Linked DNA regions of Sus scrofa: regions 2 and 3 are each linked to region 1. A link is a contact called in public targeted proximity ligation data. All regions are on one chromosome and are shown on one strand. The core of a region is the stretch at or near the end of the contact, and the rest is flanking DNA. Distances in the headings are between cores, read along the strand shown. Region 1 overlaps RNF216 (E3 ubiquitin-protein ligase RNF216). Region 2 overlaps FBXL18 (F-box/LRR-repeat protein 18). Region 3 has its middle 20 kb from the start of TNRC18.

The links.
Region 2: a targeted proximity ligation map of skeletal muscle shows a contact between it and region 1, with 4 times the contacts expected there. A contact is called at or near these places in 6 of 47 Hi-C or Micro-C datasets (embryonic fibroblasts, heart right ventricle, mesenteric adipose tissue and 3 more) and 2 of 2 datasets of targeted methods (alveolar macrophages and skeletal muscle).
Region 3: a contact with region 1 is called in a targeted proximity ligation map of alveolar macrophages. A contact is called at or near these places in 2 of 47 Hi-C or Micro-C datasets (embryonic fibroblasts and fibroblasts) and 2 of 2 datasets of targeted methods (alveolar macrophages and skeletal muscle).

Annotation. Positions count from the first base shown.
Region 1 is chr3:4,232,937-4,236,632 of Sscrofa11.1, forward strand. All of the region lies in intron 13 of RNF216 (E3 ubiquitin-protein ligase RNF216), which reads right to left. LOC106509622 (a long non-coding RNA gene) reads left to right here. Exons shown (of 4, transcript XR_002342210.1): 1 at 1-86; 2 at 988-1,167; 3 at 2,410-2,507. Among named protein-coding and RNA genes, the nearest start is that of RNF216, 95 kb to the right of the region's middle.
Region 2 is chr3:4,053,967-4,057,749 of Sscrofa11.1, forward strand. The region is part of intron 4 of FBXL18 (F-box/LRR-repeat protein 18); the gene reads right to left. Among named protein-coding and RNA genes, the nearest start is that of FBXL18, 19 kb to the right of the region's middle.
Region 3 is chr3:4,014,586-4,018,773 of Sscrofa11.1, forward strand. No RefSeq gene overlaps it. Among named protein-coding and RNA genes, the nearest start is that of TNRC18, 20 kb to the left of the region's middle.

The DNA of each region.
Region 1 (3,696 bases), core at 490-2,989:
CACAAGACACAGACTACACTGTCACAACTGCCTCCCCATCTCTGCAAATCTCCATCCCACTGTGTTTCCAAGGGGGATTTCAAAAGGTACAGTATCTGACACTCCAACACAGGGCTTTGTATTAGAACGGAATGATAGCAAATAAGCCTGCACTTTAGGCCTGGAAAAGGATTCGTATGGCTATTTGAAAAGTAATTGCTTGGGAGGCAGGGGAGAGGGCTACAAAGCAAGGTCGCCGGCCATCTGTGACTCCGGAGCTGTTTATATCTAGATCAGCTCCTAAGCAGACAAGCTTTCACCTGTCCCTTGAGAGCCAAAAGTGAACTGCTTTACATACTAGGAAAGTAGCAACTTTACCTGCTGGTTTCACAACCTAAACCAGACATTTGAAGAGCTGGTCATAGAAAAGCTTGGGTGAATCAGAACCCATCCTTACTTGTTAGTCAGAAATCGTCTCTGTGGGAAAAGGAAGCAGTTGGAGCAGTCTTGAATCATAATTACTGAAAGCTGCCTTTATTCCCACGGGGCTCTGACTTCTGGGCCAAGGTTTTCTCACTGGCTGCACACTGTGCGAGAGATGGGACTCCTGCAGAAAGGCCAGCTAGAAGAAGGGCAGAGCTGCCAGAGTTCCAGCACTTTCCACGCACCGCAAAATTTCATCATGTCACCTACAACCCGAGGCAAAGCACTCCTTTTGAGGGTGGTCAAGTCAGCCCTCAGAGGGATCCAAGAAAAAGGGCTACAATACACAAGCATGTTTTAAAAATCTTACGTCTATCAATCTTTTCAAGTTTCCTAAAAACAAAATTCTTTTGTTTTAAAAGTTCAGAGATGACTGGGCTGATGAAAATGGGTACTTATTTTTTTAACTGGAAAAGTACTACACGCACAGTATCCCCCTTGTCCCCGCCTTACCCTCAGAGTAAGCCTCCCTCAAAGCAATGCCCTGCAACCAAGCTCTTCTCCATCCTTCCGTGCACATTTTAGGTACACGTCGGCACGCATCTCCTCCTCCTCCCCTCATTGAGACCCAAACACAAGCCTACATCTTGTAAATACCCACTCTTCTACACCTCGCTTTGTTTGATGGGCACAACTGGACTCGTGTCATTCTTCATGCTGTGGTGTACTGGCTCAGGAGGCCAATCTGGTCTGCCGCTTCTTTCTGTAAGTACAATCTTAGCTGGATCATAGCCGCATTCATTTGTTCACACTGCCTACAGTTACCTGCTACAAAGGCAAAGCTGAGCAGCTGAGCAGCTGGGACAGAGACTATACAGTTCAAAAAGCCTCAAGTATTTATTACCTTGCCTTTCATTTAAAAAAAAAAAAAAAAGCTTGCCAACCCTGTGTATGCCACTGTTTAGAGGCACGTGTGTCCCCCTGTGCCTTACTGATGAACATTCAAGTAGAAAATGGGTATCCTTAAGAATGACATTAAACTGTATTGCTGTGAGGCACTAAGAAGGATGAGGAGGAAAGAGCAGGAAGCTAGAAAAAGCTGGCATGAAAAAGTAGGCTTAAAGAAGGAACTTCAGGGCACGCTATAACCTCCCAAAGTGTCACTTCCTCTTTTCTGAGGAAGTTAAAGGCGAACTGTAGGTCTTTTGATAAAAGGAAATTCCCCTTTGCTGTATCAAAGCTGCTCCCTGTGTTTTGTGTTTTTCTAAGTTAGGCAAGGCTGCCTGAAGCATGCTCTGACCAAATTAGGAAGCAAGCAGGCTGATGTCTCTAAGCTGGCCACCACGTGGCCAGGACGCCCAGGCATGTGTAGACAGTGATGGATGGGGAAGGAGACTGAGTCCAAGAAAGAAATGCTATTTGCTTGAGGAATTAGCCTTATAAAAATTACACTTAATAAGAATTAATAATCGTTTTGGAAGATGAAACTGACTTCATGCTTCTGGCAAAAAACAAGGGCTCCCAAGGTTTCCACAAGGAAAGAATGTGTGGGGTTCACGGTGGAGCTGAAATCTCTGGGGCACCGTTCTGCTTACTCCAAGGGCAGCGAAGGTCTTGAGAAGGACCAAGGAAAAAATAGACCAACTACCTCCTTGGTAGATTAGTAAGATATTCAGCTTCGCGCTACTGAGAAAAGAAGGAAGATCATACTCAAAAAGACTTACGTACATTTCCACTTGAGGACTGACTCCTCAACTGCTTTATCTGCTGGATCGACGCTAGGGTTTTAAACTAGTCTGACACTTTCCAACAAGGTCTAGGTATGCAGCACTGAATCACTCACACTGAGCTTGTTTCTGCCATCTCAGTGATATTCTCTTTCAGGAATGACTTCTGAGTTAATGTTTGATTCTGAGCCAATGAGCTCAGAATCTACTCTGACCACCAGCACTATCTGGCTAATAAAATTTAACCTTGAAAACCCTTGCTTTCCTCCCAAATTTCCAGATCAGCAAGATTCCTGGAAGCGATTTTTATCCCCTTAGGAATGTGCACAGTTCAGTTCCAGCATTTGCTATGAAATCAGACGTGCAGTTAGAGCTAAGGTAAGTTTAAACGACAAAGCAAATCTCAGTTCTTCTTTAAGGGAAAAATCTTCAAGGGATCCAGGTGAAAAGACGTAGGCACTGTTTCTGGCTCACTCTGAGACCCTGCTCTCTCCAGGCCAGCAGCCACTCCCCACAGAGAAGGCAGAGGCCCAGAGCAGCCGTCTGGTCTGCGTGGGAGGCAGTGTTCTGGCTTAGGGCTCCTCTTAAAACAGCGTTCTCTGTGCTGCGGGTCAATCTGTATTGAGTTGGGACCCTGGCTCCTTCGCCAGGTTACAGGGGGCAGGAAACATGCAGCCACCATCTCCAAAGTGCTCTATAAGCTGTCAAAATTGCTAAGTGTTTGCTTTCTACCTCCTCCTTTGTTGACTTTGCACATTTATTTAAAATCACCTAAAGGACCCAGGAATCTTATAGGTAACACTACAACAAACAGGTATTTTCTAAAAGACCCTGGTTGACTTAATTAGACACAAACCTACCAATTAAGAACTGTATTTCTATTAGTCAAGATTTCTGTGACTCACCTTAAACTGAGTCAGACTGTAAACTAATGGGCCACTGAGAACACACACAGGTTAGAGAACCCAGAGTTCATATACAAGCCACAGACGGAAGTTCAAGAGCTTGCTCAAGCTGTATGAACCTGGCACACAGCCCATTTCTTCATCTGCAGAGTGAAGGTGTCTGGGTGATATGACCCCACGCCACCCCCCTTACAAATCCAGCACCTACAAGTACAAACTGGAAAGAACCAAACGCCGATAACACAGAACCACCCGGGCAGGCCCGGTGCAGTTCTGCTGTAACAGGGTTTGGACCGCAGACTTGTGTCCCACTAGATGGGCACGAGCCGCCGGTGGTACCCAGCCTGTCTGAGCTCACACTACCCAGCTGGCGGGCACACCTTCCATGCCCTGCTCCCTCTGACCGATGCTGCCGCCCCACAGCCGGGCCCGAGCGGCGGTGGGGGCCCGGCCAGCAAGCTGCGGCGCTCCCCGCAGCGCGCCCTTCTCCTCGCGCATCTTCTGCTTTCTCACTGCAGTGCAGAAGGCACTACGGCTGACACGGCTTCGTTGCCCTTTTATGGTAGAAAAATGAATTGCCTGCCCAGCAGTGGAGCTGAGAGATGACAGAACGGAAAGTTGTCATTTGTTGTGGTTTTGGCAGCAAGAGAGTGTTCTCCCCT
Region 2 (3,783 bases), core at 570-3,069, 180 kb before region 1:
TGTCCCCCAGGAACAGAGCCAGAGCTCACCAGCCACCCAGCTCTGAGTCAAGGCCAAGGATCCCCCCGGAACCCGCGCAGTGAAACCCTGCTGGCCTGGTATTTCCTGTGAGACTCACAAATCACCAGTGCAGGTCGGAAGAACAAACAGACCCTGGAGATCTGCCATGAGCAGGGGCGAGCTGGGTATGGGCGATGGGGTTTCACTGCCCCTTTACACAATTATGTCCACAAAACAGCACTGACGCTGTATTTTAGGTTTTTGGCCGCACCCACCAATAAATAAAATAAATTTTTTTTTTTTTTTTTTGCAGAAGTTCCAGGGCTAGGGATTGAACCTGGGCCACAGATGTGACCTGAGCCACAGCAGCAACAATGCTGGATTCTGAACCCACTGTGCCACCAAGGAACTCTGCTAACTCTGCTCTGAATTTTACTTTATTTCCCTTTTTTGGCCACCCCATGGCATATGGAGTTCCCAGACCAGGGATCAGATCTGAGCCACAGCCGCAACCTACACTACAAGTGCCACAATGCCAGATCTCTAATCTGCCGTGCCACGCCAGGGATCGAACCTGCATCCCAGCACACCAGAGACGCCACCGAGCCCATTGCACCACAGTGAGAACTCCCTAACTCTGTATTTTAAAATCCACCTTCAAGGGTTCCCATCCTGGCTCAGTGGAAACAAATCCAAATAGAATCCATGAGGATGCGGGTTTGATCCCTGGCCCTGCTCAGGGGGTTAAGGATCCAGCATTGCCGTAACCTGTGGTGTAGGTCGAAGACATGGCTCAGATCCTGCATTGCAGTGGCTGTGGTGTAGGCCAGCAGCTGTAGCTCCAATTTGACCCCTAGACTGGGAACCTCCATATGCCAAGGGTGCAGCTCTAAAAAAAAACAAAAACAAAAAACAAAAGCACAATAAAATAAAATAAAATGAAATCCACTTTCTGTTTCGAAGCTGCCAGTGTGGCTCCACCTGGAAGCCTGGGGCCCAGGGGCAGGTGGGCCCTTCCTCCCGCTCGGCGTGGCTCTGCCAGGTCTGCCGCCGCCTGCCAGCCCCGCAGGCCCATGCGCCTTGCCAGCATGAGCCAGGCCGGAAACAGTCGAGGAAGGCTCAGGGGAGGGAACTGCCACACAGGCCTCTGGCAGACAAGAGACCCCGACCAGTGGAAGCTGGCCCGGGGGATGGAGGACCAGGCCTGCTCCCGCACCAGCACTGAGAGACGGGACTGCACCGCTCTGACCAGGGGCCCTCAGGCTGACAGACCCACGCATCAGTGACAAGTCAACACGCGGGGCCCAGCGCAGACAAGGTCCCGGGGCACCGGCCTTGTGGAGAGCGCTCGCCCACACCAGAAGCAGCGTGCCCTCACCTCGGATGGCTCGCACAGGGAGGCGTCAGGACAAGCGCCTTTCCTGCCCACATCCTGCTGCCTCTGCCCTCGGACAGGGAGCTACGGGCTCCTTCCAGAGGCAGCAGAGGGTGGCAGCATGGCCACCAGCCTCCACCCCTACTGGGCCTTTTCCCCCAGGGATGGCGGGACAGGCCCAACCTTACAAGGCTGGGCTGCCACATCTGCCAAAAGGGAGAAGGCATGGCCACCAGGCAATGGTCAGGGGACCTCTGTACCATCACCAGGACAGGCACCAAGAGCCAGCGACGAGCCACTGCAAGGGGGCAGGAGCGCCAGGAGGCAGGGATTCTGTTCTACAGACAGCAACCCGGGCTCACAGAGGGAAGTGACAGTCTCAAGTCGCAGAGCCAGTGAGCGAAGAGACGGGGGGCGGGGACGGGGTGAGCAGGTTATGCGATCTGACGGTGCAGGGATCACGTGTCACCCCAAGAAGAGCGAATGCGGACACTGCCCTCGCCCAACCCCGGAGTTCATGAGGCCTTGCAGGGAACTTTCAGGAATGAGAGTCAAAAACCCAGGACAGCTCTGAAAGCGCCTGGGCAGGGCCCCAACCCCCCTGCCCACGAGAGGCCACACAGCCTGGCTCCGGCTCCTGAAGCTGCCCACGTGGCAGCTGGACCAGGCCAGAAACCCCTCGACCGGTCGGCAGGATTAACTTGGCCGGGACAGGGTGACTCAGGGTTTCCAGAGGAGACAGGAGGCTCCGCTCGCTGGGCAGGGAGTCCTGGAGGCCAGGAGGCGGGTGGGGGAACACCTCCCAGAGCAGGAGGCAGGCAGGACAGCTGCACCTGCGCTCTGGAGCGGCCACAAGGGGGCGCTGCGCTCCAAGGCGCTGTCCCCAACCTTGGACCCGCCGGCGCTGGGCCACCAGAAGGGCCCCAGGTGAGGGAAGAGGCAGACGAGAGCCGCTCCAAAACCTCGCAGGGCCAACTGCCACAGGGTGTCAGAGCGGGGTCTAGAGGCTCATGTTTCAAACTTGAAAGAGCAAAGTCAAGATCCGGAAAATTAAAAAAAGAATACAAAAGGTGCCTCTGTACACACGACACCTCCACGGCTAAGGCCACCTCCGGGGCCGTCCCAGCTCATCTTGTGAGGGAGGAAACTGAGGCGGCCTGCCTGGGGCCAGTGCCGCCTAGGGGCTCCCAGAGGGGCCAGAGCTGCAGATCTGCCAAGCACCACCCACTGAGACGGATCCACACGCAGGGCAGACGAGAGAACTGGCAGGAAGGTGGTGACCCCAGGAAGAGGCGACACCTTCCTGGGGAGAGGACTGCAGACGCCACACCAGCCTCACTGGCTAAGTCACAGCGAACGCACAAGACCTCAGTGCCACACAGGTGAGCGGGCAGGTGCTTCCTTAATTCTCGGAACTTGAGGGGGGGAAAAGGGTGAGAAACAAGAACGAATCAAAAAAAGTGACACCTGCAGCTTCTCTTTCTGTGACCCGGGGGGTGGGAGGCAGGCTTGCTGAGATGCTGCGGGCTGGGTACTGTGCGCCACAGCGCCATCTGCTGGGCGCCTCGCAGAAAAGCAGCTGGGACCCCACTGTGCTGGGGACACAAATGCCTCGCTTCCCCACCCCACACTGAGGCTTAGGGCACAAATCTCAGAGGGCTTCAGGGAGGTGGGACCAACAGAGACTGCACACAGTCTGGCACCAAGGGGGTGCTGGTGAAAAGGGGGCCCAGAGCAGGGGCTGGAAGGATGCTGGCGGCAGGGACCCACAAAAGGGGGGGCCCAGCTGCACACACACACACACACACACACACACACGCTCATGCTCACACACTCAGCACCTCGGCCAGACCAGGCGCTCAGTGGGTTCCCACCAAAGGCCCGGCCTGTGCCAGGGCCTGGGACACAGGGGACAGCGGGGCTGGTGTAGCTTCTGCCCAGGAAGTCCACGCAGCCAACGCCAGCCTCAGGACTGGTCCCGAATACCGTGGCCCCCAGAGAAAAGAAGAGCTATCCCACGCTGGCCCTTGAAAACCTCCGCCTACGGGGGAGGTGAGACAGTGATGATGCTGGCAGAAAGTGCCACACTCCCCAGGGAGTGCAGCTGTGTGCAGTCGAAAGCCCAGAGGGAGCTCCCCACCCAGCGGGAGGCCGCCCCTGCAGGGGTGCAAGGAGAGGAGCAGGCTGCAGGCAGGACGAAGGGTGGCAGACAGGGGCCTCGTGAACGGAATGGAGACTGAGAAAGAGGAGCTCGGGCAGGGGCTGGCACCTGGCGCCAGGTCCAACCAACCCCCTGTGTTGAGGGGAGTCTGAGGAGCAAAAGGACAAAGTGGCCCGTCAGCCAATGCTGCTGCGTGCGTGGGCTCGGCCTTCTGAAGGGCCTGGGGACGTGGGACGGCCTTCACCCT
Region 3 (4,188 bases), core at 31-2,530, 220 kb before region 1:
GTCGCTGTGAGCTGTGGTGGAGGTTGCAGACGTGGCTCAGATTCCGAGTTGCTGTGGCTGTGGTGTAGGCGAGTAGCTGTAGCTCCAATTTGACCCCCAGCCTGGGAACTTCCCTATGCTGCAGGGGCGGCCCTAAAAAAAAACTGGAAATTGGAGTTCCCATTCTGGTGCAGTGGGAGTGAATCCAGTGAGTATCCATGAGGATGCAGGTCTGATCCCTGGGCTTGATCAGTGGGTTAAGGATCCAGCTATTGCCATGAGTTGTGGTGTTAAGTCATACATGTAGCTCGGATCCCGTGTTGCTGTGGCTGTGGTGTAGGCTGGTAGCTATAGCTCCAGTTTGACCCCTAGCCTGAGAACTTCCATATGTCACCCTAAAAATCAGGAACCAAAAAAAAAAAGAATTGGGAAATTGAGGAGTTTCCTGGGGGCTCCGTGGGTTAAGGACCCAGCATTGTCACTGCTGTGCTTGGGGTTGATTCCTGGCAGGGGAACTTCTGCATGGACACACACTGAGAAGACAGTCCTGTGATGCATGCAAGGGCCAAGGAGCCCCTGCCACCCCCAGGAGCTGGGAAATAGCCCCCCCGGGCCCTCAGAGAGGGCAGGGCCCTGCCAAGCCTTGATGTAGAACCTCTGGCCTCTGGAATTGCGAGAGAAGAAACATTTCTGGGCTTAAGCTGCTCACTCTGTGATCATTTGTTCAGGCAGCCACAGAAAACTGGTACAACGGGATTCCAGCGGGACCCGCCTCTGGGGACCCACTTTTCCCAGCTCTCATTCACCCAGCTCCTCCCCCACCCATAGGCCCAAGCGTCCACTCGGAGGAGCCTGGAGTGTGGCCAGCAAGGTAGACCGGGACCCAGCCAACCCAGGAACAAGGGGGCGGGGGTGTTTGTGGCCACTGACAGCTTCGAAACATACCTGCCCCTTCCCAACACACCCCATCCATAGATGGACTGTGAGTCCCCTCCCTTTGAACCCGGGCAGGCCGGGCACTGCCTGACCCAAAGCTCATGTCCGAGGCCAGGTCACCAGAGGCCACACAGCCTCCACCTGGCTGTCCAAGCCTCAGGGGCAGGCAGGTCGCCAGCTGAGGAGTCCAAGGAGCCTGGGCCACTAGGTTGCAAGGAAGCCCCAGGCACACAGAGAGGCCACCCACACGTGCCCAGCTCCCCACCTATGCCAGCATCACCAGGGGGCACCACAGGGTCAGCGCCCCGGGGTCATCTGAGTGATCTCAGTCCGGGGACCGCCCCACTGGGCGTCTCCCCAATTTCCTGACCCGCAAGAGCCTGAGCTGAACAGAAGGTCCTGATGTGCCACGCCCTGTACCAGTGTGTGGCACAGCAGTGGCGACGGAACTGCCGCTGGCCCAGAGGGGAGATACTGGGAGTGGTGGACAGAGGCCAGGCCAGGCTAAGCACCTCTCACCCTCTCCCTGGCTGGGTGAGTCCACACCCGTCTGATCTGCCAGCATCCTGGAGACAAAGCCGGCCCCAAGTCTGACACCCCCAGAGGGTGGGGGGTCCCTCATGGGCCACAGTGGCTGCTACTCCTGGGGAAGAAAGCTGCCCCCACCTCACCCCGGCAGGGCCTCGGTGGGAGCCAGGGGGCAGGTGGGCAAGTGGCCACCTGGGCTCTCTCCGTGCCCACCCACCCCAACACCTGCCCAGCTGGCAATATTTCAGAGCAGGGTGGAGGAGCCTTGGCGAGCTGGCCGGGGGGCCTGGCTGAAAATAGCCGCCACCAGGCCTTTATTTTGTCTGCAGCTCAGCCCTGCCCCCTGGTTCCTCTCAGGCTGCTTGATGATGGCATTTAAACATCATTTGGAGAACCTGAGCCTTCCCAGAGCACCCAGGGACGCACATGCGCACGCGTGCGTGCTCGCACCTCGGCCCAGCTCACCCTCCACGGCTGGGCAGCTTCCAACCACAGAAAGGCGCTCTCTGGCAGTCCCAAGGCCAGGAGTCCAACTCCAGGAGTCAGCAGGACCTGCTCCCTCTGAAACCTGCAGGGGCTCCTGCCCTGGCTGCCCCTCCCCCTCCCCCGAGTTGGTGGGGGTGGCTGGTGCCCCTGGGCGCTCCTGGGCTTTCAGCTGCAGCAAGTGGTCTCGGCCTCTCCCATCACATGTTCCTGCCCTGTTTCTGCCTCATCCTCTTTTTTTTTGGTCTTTTTGCCTTTTCTAGGGCCACATCCGTGGCATATGGAGGTTCCCAGGCTAGGGGTCGAATCGGAGCTGTAGCCACCAGCCTACACCACAGCCACAGCAATGCAGGATCCGAGCCGTGTGTGCAACCTACACCACAGCTCACAGCAATGCCGGATCCTTAACCCATGGAGCGAGGCCAGGGATCGAACCTGCAACCTCATGGTTCCTCGTTGGATTCGTTAACCACTGAGCCACGACAGGAACTCCCCTGCCTCATCCTCTTACCCTGACACCGTCACACTGAATTGGGCTCAGCCTCATAACTTCATCTTGATTATCTCTGCAAAGACCCTGTCGCCAAATAGTCACGCTCACTGGCAGCGGGGGAGGGGGAGGAGGGTTCGGCGGTCCATCTATCTTTTGGGGGGACGGGATGTGATGCAACCTACTAGAACATTCTTCGCATTGGTCTGAGCTTGGGCCTCCCCTGCTCACCAGGCCCCTTCCTGCCCCACCCCAGTCTAGATGCCTGTGTCCCGTCCCCAACAAGGGATGCCACCTGTTACCCGGAAGGGCTGGCAGGGGCTCAGGCACACAGGTGACAACAGGTAGCACAGGGGGTCCAAGCCAGCCAATGGTTACAGCTTAATTTTTTTTCTTTTTTTTTTTTTTTTTGCTTCATAACCCACTGAGCCACAGCGGGAACTCCTACCTGTTTAAATTCTCCCGAGCCAGCTTGTGAAGACCTGAAGGGCTGAGCCTCCTTGACGTGCCACCATCCGAGCCTCCCAGGAACCCCCCAGACTTCCCAAGGCTACAGGATGGACGCCTGGCCCAGCAGGGGTCCTGGGCTACCAGTCCAGGCTGTATCTCCTTGGGCTGGCTTCTGCAGGCTACAAATACTGTGACTGTCACCCTGCTCCTCTCAGAGAAGCCTGTCCCAAACCAGGGGCTGGGCTCAACCAGGGAGGAGGGGTCTCCGGCCAGGGTCAAAAAAGGGTGTGCATCTACAGAAAACTGAGGAGAGAGTTTAGCATATGACCCAGCAATGCCACTCCCGGGCATCTGTCCAGACAAAACTATAATTCAACAAGACACAGGCACCCCTATTTCATCACAGCACACTTCACAAGAGCCAGGACATGGAAGCAGCCTGAATGTCCATCGATGGATGAATGCATAAAGAAGCCATGGTATACATACACAGTGGAGTATTACTCAGCCATAAAAAAGAATGAAATAACGCCACTCGCAGTACTATGGATGCAACTAGAGATTACCAAACTCAGTGGACTAAGTCAGAAAGAGAAAGACAAATACCATATGATACCACTTACATGTGGAATCTCAAATATGACACAAATGAACTTACCTACACAACAGAAACAGATTCATCGACCAGAGAACAGACTTGCAGTTGCCAAGGGGGAAGGGTTGGGGGAGAGATGGACGGGAGGTAGGGGTCAGCAAATGTAAGTTATTATACACGGAGCAGATAAACAACAAGGCCCTATTGGTTTTTGCTTTTTTTTTTTTTTTTTTTTTGTCTTTTGTCTTTTTAGGGCCGCACCCGCGGCATATGGAGGTTCACAGTCTAGGGGTCCAACTGGAGCTACTGCTGCCGGCCTACACCACAGCCACAGCAGTGCAGGATCTGAGGTGCATCTGCAACCTTCACCACAGCTCATGGTGATGCCAGATCCTTAACCCACTGAGCGAGGCCAGGGATCGAACCTGCAACCTCATGGATACTAGTCGGATTCGTCTCCACAGCGCCACAAAGGGAACTCCTCCAACAAGATCCTATTGCATAGCAAAGAACTATATTCAGTGTCTTGTAATAAGGCATGACGGAAAAGAATATTTAAAAAAGAGAATGTGTGGGAGTTCCTATCCTGGTGCAGCGGAAACCAATCCAACTAGGAACCATGAGGTTATGGGTTCGATCCCTGGCCTCGCTCTGTGGGTTAAGGATTCGGCGTTGCTGTGGCTGTGGTGTAAGTCAGCAGCTATAGCTCCGATTTGACCCCTAGCCT